Regions from separate parts of the Mus musculus genome. Here all the other regions are linked to region 2. The links are chromatin contacts, called in public Hi-C and targeted proximity ligation maps. All regions are on one chromosome and are shown on one strand. The core of a region is the stretch at or near the end of the contact, and the rest is flanking DNA. Distances in the headings are between cores, read along the strand shown. Region 1 holds the start of Peli3 (pellino 3). Region 2 holds the start of Cdc42bpg (CDC42 binding protein kinase gamma (DMPK-like)). Region 3 holds the start of Rbm4 (RNA binding motif protein 4). Region 4 holds the start of Tmem151a (transmembrane protein 151A).

Region 1 (2,713 bases), core at 6-2,505, 1.4 Mb before region 2:
AGAGCCCTGGCTCCCCGGGTGCTGGAGGTCTGAGGTCCGGGGGGATCCCACGTCAGGGTTTCCTTCCAGCACCATTCTGAGCACAGTGGGAGAAGAGAAAAGAACCTTGCAACTTCCCACCCCAGCTCCTCTCAGGCTCTGGCTAGACACAAGGCAAGAATGGTCCGTCAACACTTGTTATTATAACTACTTCCTTTCCCCCAAATGGTGAGGTTGCTGGGATACCAAGGAGGGAGACTGGTGAGACAAGACCAAGAAACAAATGGCAAAATCAGAGTCAGAGTGTTTGGTCGGTTAGAGCAATATACCAACTTTGGATGGAATGTGTTTGGCAGAGGGGCAGCCAGGACTTAAGAGACCTCTAGACTCAGACTTAATTCCTGGCTTAAGCTCTTAACCCCAAGACCTCAGTTAAGCTCTCTGTCAGGTTCTTGGGTGTCTGTCTTCATTCTAATCTTATTGCCCTTTTTGCAGCAGGTCTAGGCCTCTGTCAGTCTGTCTGTTCTCAATGACTCTCTGTCCTCCCAGCACGTCCTTTTCTGCCTGTTCTCGCCCCACTCCGGTCCCTACTTCTATCCTTCCTCTATCTGTCTGCCTTTGTCTTACCACCCACCTGACTCAGTCTCCCTATCTTAGCCTGGCAATGCAGGCAGGCCTCCAGATCCCTCCCTCCCTCAGGTGTCTGTCTGTGGTCCTCAGGCCGCTTAGGTCTCTGGAGGCCTGTGGGGGCGGCGCTCCCCAGTCGGGCACCTCCTGCAGCAGAGTCAGTCGCCCGCAGGCTGTTAACAGCCCCAACGTTGGAAGGTCTGCGCAGAGGCAGGCCTGCACCCCGTGCTCGGGAAGGGCACAATGACAGCATACGCAGATACACACCAGGCGGCCCCTCACAAATACGCGCGCGCACGCTGTCAGTCCCGCGGGCAGTGCCTAGACTGGCACAGCATACCCAAGAACTCCTACGGCAGAGACGCGCCTCCGCGCTAACAGCCACAGGCGCCAGCCCTCAGACCCGCTCTCTTAACCCCGCCACCCCCAGATACTCAAACACGCCCCCAACGCACGCCCAACACAGCCCCCCGCCCCCCACCTCGCCAGCCTCACCTGGCGGCGTTCTGGGGCTCTCTGTGTGCTGCTGGCCCCCACCCGCCTCACCTCTACTGCGCCCCGGGACTGCCGCGGCGGGATGGGCCCGGCCCGCGGCTGCTCGGTGCAGCCTCGTCACGGGGACACCCGAGGCCCGGAGGAGGGAGGGATGTGCACACAAACCTCCACGCCCCACCCCTTGCCCCACGCCCCGCCCCGGCTCCGCCCCTAGAGGCCCCACCTTACCCCGAGGCTCCGCCTCCTGCGGCTTAAGCCTGGCTGTAGTCTGGGAAGCCAAAGAGGTTGTCTACAAGACCCCTCTCTTATTCCAGGCTCCGGACACCTCACCCTCATTCTGGGGTCTTCTAGGTTCTCCCCGAGACCGGAGCCTCCTTTCACACAGTAATCTAGAGGCTCCTTTTCCCAACCTAAGACTAGCGACTGCCCACCCGCTGCTCCAAGACCCCGCCTCCTTTATGGGGAAATCTCGGAATTACAGAGAAGCCCAGAGCAAACAGAGGGAAGGAAACTACTAGAAGAGGCGGAGGAAGGTGCATCACCCGTGGAGGCTGAGGAAAGCCACTGCGGTTGTCTCGAGTGCAGATCTGTCTTTCAGTTCAGCGCGACCACTTTCTCTCTGTGCAACAATCAGTGAGCTCTGGCCTCCTTGGTGTCCAGAGACATGAATCACTGACCTCCCCTCCCAACAGCATGCTTCTATCCTTTGCAAAGCCTCAAAGGAAAGCCCACTTTGGGGTGCTCGGTCCCTCAGGGCCACAGGCTTTCTTCTGTCAGTACCAGGCTCTCTGGGTTGAATTTGGGCAAATTAAGTCCTGTAATCCTTGGAAGGCGGGTACGATAATTGTGGCCTGTCACCCCTGTCCCCGATGCCACAAAACAGATTTACAGAAATGGCTTGCTACAAAGGAACCAAGAGAGGATCTGGCCCATGGCTTCATACACCTTGATAAACACTTTACCACTTACCAACATCTCCAGCCCTTGAACGACTCATTATTTTTTTTATATTAAATCTATTTTCATGTATATGAGTATTTTGCTTCCGTGTATGGTTGTGCACCACTTGTATGCCTACCTGGTGCCAACAGAGGCCAGAAACTCGAATTCTCTGGGACTGGAGTTACAAACAGTTGTGAGCCACCATGCCAGTGCTAAGTATCAAACCCAGAGCTGGGCAGTGGTGGCGCAAGCCTTTAATCCCAGCACTTGGGAGGCAGAGGCAGGCGGATTTCTGAGTTCAAGGCCAGCCTGGTCTACAGAGTGAGTTACAGGACAGCCAGGACTATACAGAGAAACCCTGTCTAATAATAATAATAATAATAATAATAATAATAATAATAATAAAAACCCAGGCTCTCTGAAAGAGCAAGCAGCCATTGCACTTAGCCACTGAGCCATCTCTAGTCCCCTTACTTTGTTTGCTTGTTTGTTAGTTTTGAGAGTCTCACTGTATACCCCTGAATGGCCTGGAGCTCACCATGTACATCATCAGACTAGCCTCCAAAAAGCTGGAGTTAAAAGCAAGGGCCGCCAAACCTGATGAACTCCTGACTTTGAAAGCTGCCATGAACTAGAGATGGACTCAGTTGTGCAACTACCAAACCCAGAC
Region 2 (2,700 bases), core at 116-2,615:
TAGGAAGTTGAAGCAGTACGCCTGGGAATTCTGGGTCATTCTTGACTACATAGTGTGTTCCAGATCAGCCTAGTTTATATGAGAGGATAAAAACAACACCAACAACAAAAACCGTAAATCCAAACTCCAGTCTGCCCTCCCTGACCCTCCCTTGGCAGTGCCATGGCATTGAATTTGAATCCTGAGTCTCTTTCCCAGCCTGATAGATCTGGAAAGAAATATATGCCTGTGTTTTCCCCATTTCAAATTGTGGACCTCATGGAGAAGGGGCTTCTGTAAAGATCAAATGAGAGACCTACAGTGGTTGGTTGGTTTTTTTTTTTTTTTTTTTTTGTTTTGTTTTTTTTTTACAGGGTTTCTCTGTATAGCCCTGGCTGTCCTGGAACTTACTCTGAAGACCAGGCTGGCCTGGATCCCAGAGATCTACCTGTTTTTGCCTCCCAAGTACTGGGATTAAAGGCGTGCACTCCCACACCACCACCCCAACATAACCCCTGTAATGTTTCTAGACCCCGTTAGATGGGATTTGGGTGTCCCACTCACTTTGCCCCTGCAAACATTCAGAATGCTTCCTCCCTCAACGCTGATGACTCGATCCTGTCAAGGTCTTCAGCTTGCAGTCTGGAAGGAGAGGCAAGCCCTCTAAGTAGGCCTTTAAACAAGTTGTTCAAAAGACACCAGAGCACCCTTCTCTTTGGTATCTGGCCTGTCACCATCAAGACCAACACAGATGGCCAGAAATAAAAAACCTCCCTGGACACAGCCAGCACCTCCACCTCCTTTGCCTCCATCAGCACATCTCAAACTTCTTGTGCCCTCCACGTTCCAGTTCAGGGCCTTGTTCCCGCCAAAGCCTTGAAAATCAGTCCCATCTAGGTCCACACGAGAATCTAGTTTCAGAGACCCCCTACCCTCAGCCTTCCAAAGCCGCAGTGTATTCATGCTAAATGAGTGTGCCCATCCTACCTCAACTACATGTCTCTGGGTTAGTTTTAAGGATTTAAAGGAGATCAGAAACTTTTGGGGGTAGATGGGTGTGTTGCCTTAGCGCCGCTTTCAAACCGAGGCCAGAGCGGACTACAACTCCCATCCGGCTTCAGGGCCGCAACCGTCCCTAGCCCCTCTGGCCTGGCTAAGGGACAGGCCGCTGGCCGGGTCCCGCGGGAAGTTGCGCTAGGCTCTGTCTAGGTTAGTGTCTCATGAGGGTCTAGGTGGCGCTGGGACTGGGGTGGCACCGTGATCAGAGGGGCCTTTTGCGACCCCAACGGACCCCCTCCAACCCCGCCCAGGAGTTACTTTTCGTGGCCCGCCCTCCCACTTCCTGGACGAGGGTCGGCCCCGCCCCCGCGCGCCTCCGCCTTCCCACCTTCACCTTCAGCCGCGGCTCCCATTGGCCGGCGCGCACCTGCCCGTCCGTCGGGGGCGGGCTTGGAGGGCGGGGCGGGCGACCAGGTGAAGGAGCGCGGGTGGCGACCGAGGAAGGTGACAGCGGGGAGGGCGGGAGGGAGGGGGGAAGCCGCGCAGAACGAGCCACGGGACCACAGACGGACCGCCGGGCGGACGGACGGACGGGGCATGCGGGCGGCCTGGCTCTAGCCCGGGTTTCGGGGCTCCAGCGGCAGCCATGGAGCAGCGGCTGCGTGCGCTGGAGCAGCTGGTACGGGGCGAAGCTGGTGGCAGCCCAGGGCTCGACGGCCTCCTGGATCTGCTGCTGGGGGTGCACCAAGAGCTCAGCAGCGCCCCCCTGCGCCGGGAGCGTAACGTGGCGCAGTTTCTGAGCTGGGGTGAGTGGTCCGGGCAACACCCGGGAAGGGAAGCTGGAGGGACGACAACACCTGGAGCTTTGTGCCCCCAGACCTTTTCCCGGGAGTGGCATATTCCTGAAACTTCCTCATTGTGCTGTATCTAACGCTTGCCGTTGGTCTCCACAGCCCGCTCGCTCACCTGCACCTTACTTCAAACTCCCAGAGACAGGTACATAAGGTACACTTCCCACATACCCTGCTACAGACCCCAGACATGTTGCCAATACACATCTTTCACAACGGTCACCTCATGCTCTACCTAGAACATACATTTAGGCGGACACCGTTTTGTGTGACATAAACATACAGACTTTCTCTATTTCCTCCGTTCTTCAAGAGGACGGGCACTTTGTTCTAGGACCCCTCTCACCTGTCACACACTCAAAAGTCCTCGTCCTTCACCTTGCAGACAAGTCTCCTTACTTCAATCCCTAGCCGGGACCAAGAACCAACCTCAACCCCTTTGGAGGATTTGGGGTCTTGTTAGAAGTGGTTTTATTTGATTCGTCTGAATCCTTGGGAATGGCTGACTTAGGGTGATCCTAAACCCAATGTGGGCACTGGACACATCTGGCCAGGCTTTGGTGAGGAGGGCATGGGAATTGGGCCTGAAACATGGGGTGTTTACCCTGTAGGCGATCAGAGTTCTTGGTGCTCCTGAGCTATGGGCAGACACAAGGCTAGGCCAAATATGGATGGGGGTCTACCAGCCAGTCCTGCCATTTCTTTCTGGGGTGAGAGCAGTTAGACGGCCCTGCCCCCGTTGCCTGCCTGTTTCTCTGTGACTCTTCTGTGTTTTACAAGTGTCTGATTTGTCATCACTCCCACATGACACCTGTACCTGGGTGTGTGCATGTGGCACATGTGTGTGTGTTTACACATATGTGTGTTTCTC
Region 3 (2,700 bases), core at 79-2,578, 1.5 Mb before region 2:
CTCTATGTGCACAAAGCCATAATTCTTAATGATGTCACATTCCAGCACCTTCCCGTACTGCTCGAAGAGTGAGCGGATCTCCTGCTCTGTGGCCTCCCGGGGCAGATTTCCAATGAACAGCTTCACCATCTCCACACAGCCTGCAAGTAGAGAAACAAGATTTTTAGGAGAAGACCTCAAGTCCATAGCAACTGTTAAAAAAAGGGAAAAAAAAAATCAAATAAATAAATGGCTCCCATCATCTCCTTTCACTTTAGCACATAGTCCCAAAAGTTTTCTCCTACAGGCATGCTCTTACATCTCCAATCAGTAACAAATGTGGAGTTCAACAAGAGCCTGCTTCTATTTCTCACAAGAAGTTCTATAAAGAGGAAAAATGTAACAAGGCAGACTTTTGTAGACAAAGGGGATTTTGCGGTGTGGCTCCAACCTACAGCACGGTACATTATAGGCAAGTATTCCGCCACTGAGTTACACTTCCCCTGCCCCAGACAAAGGAATAACGCTCTAAGTTTTCAGCATAAATAAAAAAAATGCTACAGGTACTGAGAGCTACTCACTTTGACATTTGAAAACAAGATTCTAACTACTAGACTTGCTAATTATAATTACTTCAAATTAGCTCTTCCTCTCTTAGCAACCATTTCCGGAAAAGTGGGAATTTCACTCGGAGTAGTGAGTTCCGGGATCAACCAGATAAAAAGCAGGGAAATATAGAAAATGCCCGAGTAGGAGGAGTCCTCTGGGGTGGGGGTGGGGGTGGGGCATGTCATTACAGGCTCCTACAGAAGAACTGGTCAAAGACTGGTGCTACAGTTTGGTGAGGAAGCCAACAATGCCCAGGGCATGACAGATTCTCCAGCCTAAATCTAAGATTTATCTAGGTGGAAACCCCAAAGAAGATTGAGCAAAGCAGAGGGTAAGGTGGACAAAAGAAAGCTATTCCGGGAGTAGAGAACGAGGACTTGGAGGAAGGTTGTTTCAGGCTTACCGCACTAAGTCGAGGACCGATGTCGGCTCTCAGGGACGGGTGCGCAGACCGCAACCCCACTATGCCAACCCTGACACCCACCGGAGTCAGGTAAGTTTTTTTAACAGAGAAAAGAACACAGTGGAAGAACGTGGAGTATCTCACCGCATGGATACCTGCAGGTCCTCCTCCTTGCAGCGCGGACGGTTCTGACAAAACGCTAAAATGGCGGCGGCCACAGCAGTGACTCTGGGTAGAAAGAGGGGTGAACCTACCCACCGGATTGGCCGTTCGGTAAAGTAAAAGGCTGGCGTTCCCGGAGATCCTCTTCCTGATTGGTTACCCGGAACGCCAATTACCTGAGAGGCCAGGAAGAGGTGGAAACGTCAGTAACCTGGACCTTTTATATGAAAGCCAATGAGCACCCAGCCTAGTGAAACTGAAGCCACTGATTGGGCAAGAGGTCCATCTGAAGGTGGAGCTAGAAACGCGGAATTCTTCAAAGCGCGGCCAGCCATTAGGCAGAATGAACAAGGTGCCGTGCGTCAGTGGGGCAACCTGTAGCTTCGTGGCTCCCAACTTTGTTAAGCTTTCACATTTTGTCACTTACACGTGCACATCCTGACAAAATTCAAGTTCTGTCACCACAATTCCGCACCGGTCCCTAGCTGAGCGTCACCACGCCCCGCAACGTGGATATTGCATCAGTCAACCTACCCAGACCTCCCGGCGATAGCCAAGCTCCCGCCCCTACTTAAAAAGCAACCCCCACTTTCCAATGTAGTCCTTCTGAGTCTCAAGTTACCAAAATTATAAGTATCTTTATGTAATTTTAAAACTCTAAAACAGTCAGTGGATCCAGCTTCGATAACAGTTCAATGGCCCAGACAATAGGGTGGTCAGAGACGTAGGAGACACAGGGGTTAAGGTTCCCTTTAGGAAACAGCCTCCCACCTCCCCAAAAGGTGTGAAAAACAGAGATTGAAAATCGACACCCCATCCCACCCCAACTTCACCCCGCCAAGAGAAGAAACAAAAAACAAAACAAAAAACGGGAACAGCAATTTTTGATTTTGTTTGGTTTTATTGGGCTCCATTAGCCAAAACTAAGTTTAAATTCCCTAAAACTGACCTTGGAAAAAAGGCTTGTGACAATCAGCTGTAAACAAGTACAAACGAACATTCTTCACAGGGTCCAAATTCCCTCATCACATTTTTCTCACCCACTGGCTGCTTCACATAATCCCATACTCATTGAGCAAGCAACTTTAGTCATGACCCTCTGCAACGCAGCTTCTTAAGATGGAGATAACCGGGAAAGGTGCTGAATGGAGAACTTAAAGGTGAACAGGCAGAAAGCAGGGGGAACTTCATGAGAACAGGATGATTGGGAGTAAAATAACAAATAGAGCATACTACCTCCCAAAACTGCCACAAAAGAAAGAAAAAGTCAAACAAAAGGCAGAGACAGAAAATAAGCTACTGGATTCTATAGCAGAAAATTAGTCTATAATTTAAGGCTAGGAAATAGGCCCCTTAAAAAGTAACAATATGACATTAAATATGGCCATGGCTTCATTCTGCAGCACCTGAGACTGAGTAAAAGCCACCTGAGATCTGTAATACAAGTTCTGCTGTCCTGCACAGGCCCTTTCAGAGGGGATCTAAAATGCACAGCCACATCTCAATATGCACCCAGAAATGCATAGGGTATAGAAATCATTTTCTCT
Region 4 (2,700 bases), core at 140-2,639, 1.2 Mb before region 2:
AGGAGAGGAGACTGGCCCCCAGACCCATCCAGAGCAGCCTGGTCCCATGGTGCATGAAATTTACAGGTGCATTCTGCCACTTAGACCTGTGCCAGCCAGGGGCACACACCCACCCATCCACACCTCCAACACAGGCTCATCATAGACCCACCTACCACAAAGGAACACCATCGCTCATTAAGAAACAACAGAACCTCACTTATTTTCAGAGAACAAACATCAGGGCTGTAGCAAGGTACACCCACACACTCAAGACCACATCAGCACAGGGCATATGCACATACATGTTACACTCTGGCACCTAGACATGTAAGACCCTCACCTGACCACAGTGCATGCCTACCCCACCCTATAGCAACCTGACACCCACAGTCCATACTTAGCAACACACTAGAGAGGCACAGCATGAAATCATACACACCCACACTCTTGGGTGAAGACCCAAGGCAAGGGACCCACCAGAGGCTCACCTGACTACAGGGTATATATGTTTCTACTGAAGACACAGGGAACACATCACCAGAATTCTTTCACACACACACACACACACACACACACACACACCACAAAATGCATTTATATCCGCTCACACATGCAGACCACACACCACCCTGTTTTCCACACCTATCATCTTACACTTGGCACATCCTCCTAGCTAGAGCTGGGGAGGGGGTCTGGGGATCTCAGCCACTGGAGTGGGCCCTCAGTCCTCACCTGGGGGTGGGGGAGAGAAAGGTATCAGCAGGCTCCGCTCCTTTCTCTTCCGTTTTTCCCTCCCCCACCTCCAGTCCCTGCCACCGCTACTGCATTGCAGGCACCGCCCGACACCTCGTGAGCAACTGGGCTGGACTGGGGGCCTGACCCCATGGCCCAAGCAGTCACGGACAGCATCCCCGGCTGCGCTATGGAACAGGGACGTGTGGGGGCCACAGGGGCTGACGTCACAGGACAGGAGAAGATGGTTGAGGGGGCGTCGAGGGTCAGGGTCTCCCCTACATTCCTGCCATCTATTCCTGCCTTGACCTACGTGGATCCCGAAGCCTCGACCCCTACCAGAACGCTGTCTCCCCAATGACGTCATTGCTGGAGGGGCTCCGGGACTTTCCTCCTCAATCCCTCTCCGGGGATCGCCCCTCTACTTGTCCCCTTCACCTCTCTACAGCCCTGGCTTCTTTCCCACTACTCGCCCCCGGTACCTCCTCTCGCAGCGGCTCGCCGTCCGGAACGAGCGCGGGCACCTCCCCGCAGTCTCCACCTTCGCCCTCCGGCATGGTGTCCTGGCTGCTTCGGCTGCCAGGCCCTGGCTCGGGGCATGATAAGCAGGGGTGCGGGGGGGCTGCGGTGCGGCCCCGAGGGGCGTCCGCTCGGCTCGGCGGCCGCTGAAGAGTGCGCGGAGCCCAGCCCGAGCGCGGCGGCGTTGGCGGCCGCGGTGCCCGGCGCCCCGCCCTCCGCTGACCCCGCCCCCGCAGCACCGGTGGCGCCGCTGGCCGCGCCTGGCACCGCGGGCACACCCCATCTCCACCCCCTCGCCTGTGGGAAGCCCAGTCTGGACCGCCGGACGCCTGGTTTCTCTAGCCGCGCTCGCGCTTGCGACCTTGGGCGAGTCCTTGCTCTGCGGCACCCGAGTCTCCCCAACTGAGTAATGAAGACGGCCATGGTGGGTGGACGTCCGCAGGTTCCTCTCTAGGGAATAGGCCCAGCACTAAGCCCACCCAGACTTCACCCCATAAGCTTTGCTTGTTGACAGTTAATACCCAGAAGGGAAAGACAGTCTCATCTGCTGGATTACAGGCTGGTGGGCTGGAGCCAGGGCACCAGGAACTCTAGGCTGCGCGACTTTTGACCAGCATGTTCAAGCCATAAACTCAGCCTTTCTATCTGAGAAATGGGAATGATAATATGTTGGATTAAAGTCACTAGCATGTTTAGGCCAGGCGGGGGCGGGGTGTGTGTGTGATAGGTTTGCCCTGCATGGGACACCCTTTTCTCAGGTGTGTATAGCTCACGGGGCTGGTTTCTCACATTTCAGAGGCCTCAAATTCAGAGATTCACCTACCTCTGCCTCCTGAGCTGGGACTAAAAGTATATTTCACTGTCCTCCATCTTTGCTTATTTTGTGTTTACTTTTAAAATTACTATTTTATTTTATATGTGTTTTGCCTGTATGTTTGTCTGTACACCACATACAAGCAGTGCCCACAGAGGGCAGAGGAGGGTGTTCGATCCCCTGGAACTGGAATGATAGATGGTTGTGAGCTGCTGAGTGAATAATGGGAATCTAAGCAGGTCCTTTGGAAGAGCGACCATCTCTCCAACCGCACCCATTTGTTTACTTATTGGGCCTAAATGTTTTCTGGCTATTGTCTATATGTAGTTAGTGTGCCTGGGCACTAGGAAGACATAGATAGGTGTTAGGAATGACATAGTTCCTGTCCTCATGGAAAATATTCAGGGAAAATCTGATTAAAGAGGGGTTTAGAACCCAGACTCTAGCCATCACTCTGGGCCATGGTCAAGCCTCCGTTCCCTTTGTCCCTCTGTAAGGGCTAAAGTGATCCCCCCTTTTATTTTTATTTTTTAAAGGTGTATTTATTTTATGTATGAGTGCTCTATCTGCACGTACACCTGCATGCCAGAAGAGGGCATCAGATCCCATTACAGATGGTTGTGAGCCACCATGTGGTTTCTGGGAATTGAAGT

The links. A called contact is a pair of places that touch in the nucleus more often than the background predicts.
Region 1: a contact with region 2 is called in a targeted proximity ligation map of microglia, with 4 times the contacts expected there. A contact is called at or near these places in 1 of 39 promoter capture datasets (liver) and 3 of 130 datasets of targeted methods (bone marrow-derived dendritic cells, microglia and pancreatic cancer cells).
Region 3: a contact with region 2 is called in a Hi-C map of B cells, with 7 read pairs. A contact is called at or near these places in 1 of 484 Hi-C or Micro-C datasets (B cells), 1 of 130 datasets of targeted methods (bone marrow-derived dendritic cells) and 2 of 9 other capture datasets (adipose tissue and liver).
Region 4: a contact with region 2 is called in a targeted proximity ligation map of microglia, with 5 times the contacts expected there. A contact is called at or near these places in 2 of 130 datasets of targeted methods (microglia and pancreatic cancer cells) and 2 of 9 other capture datasets (adipose tissue and liver).

Annotation. Positions count from the first base shown.
Region 1 is chr19:4,941,837-4,944,549 of GRCm38.p6, forward strand. It overlaps Peli3 (pellino 3), which reads right to left and starts at 1,256. Exons shown (of 7, transcript NM_172835.3): 1 at 1,102-1,256; 2 at 1-76. The coding sequence starts at 75.
Region 2 is chr19:6,305,092-6,307,791 of GRCm38.p6, forward strand. It overlaps Cdc42bpg (CDC42 binding protein kinase gamma (DMPK-like)), which reads left to right and starts at 1,366. Exons shown (of 37, transcript NM_001033342.1): 1 at 1,366-1,784. The coding sequence starts at 1,625. It overlaps Gm52380 (a long non-coding RNA gene), which reads right to left and starts at 1,455. Exons shown (of 3, transcript XR_003952842.1): 1 at 1,373-1,455; 2 at 544-621.
Region 3 is chr19:4,792,681-4,795,380 of GRCm38.p6, forward strand. It overlaps Rbm4 (RNA binding motif protein 4), which reads right to left and starts at 1,329. Exons shown (of 4, transcript NM_001290122.1): 1 at 1,136-1,329; 2 at 1-140. The coding sequence starts at 129. Gm21992 (predicted gene 21992) reads right to left here. Exons shown (of 3, transcript NR_157185.1): 2 at 1,136-1,329.
Region 4 is chr19:5,084,102-5,086,801 of GRCm38.p6, forward strand. Tmem151a (transmembrane protein 151A) reads right to left here and starts at 1,390. Exons shown (of 2, transcript NM_001001885.2): 1 at 1,197-1,390. The coding sequence starts at 1,271.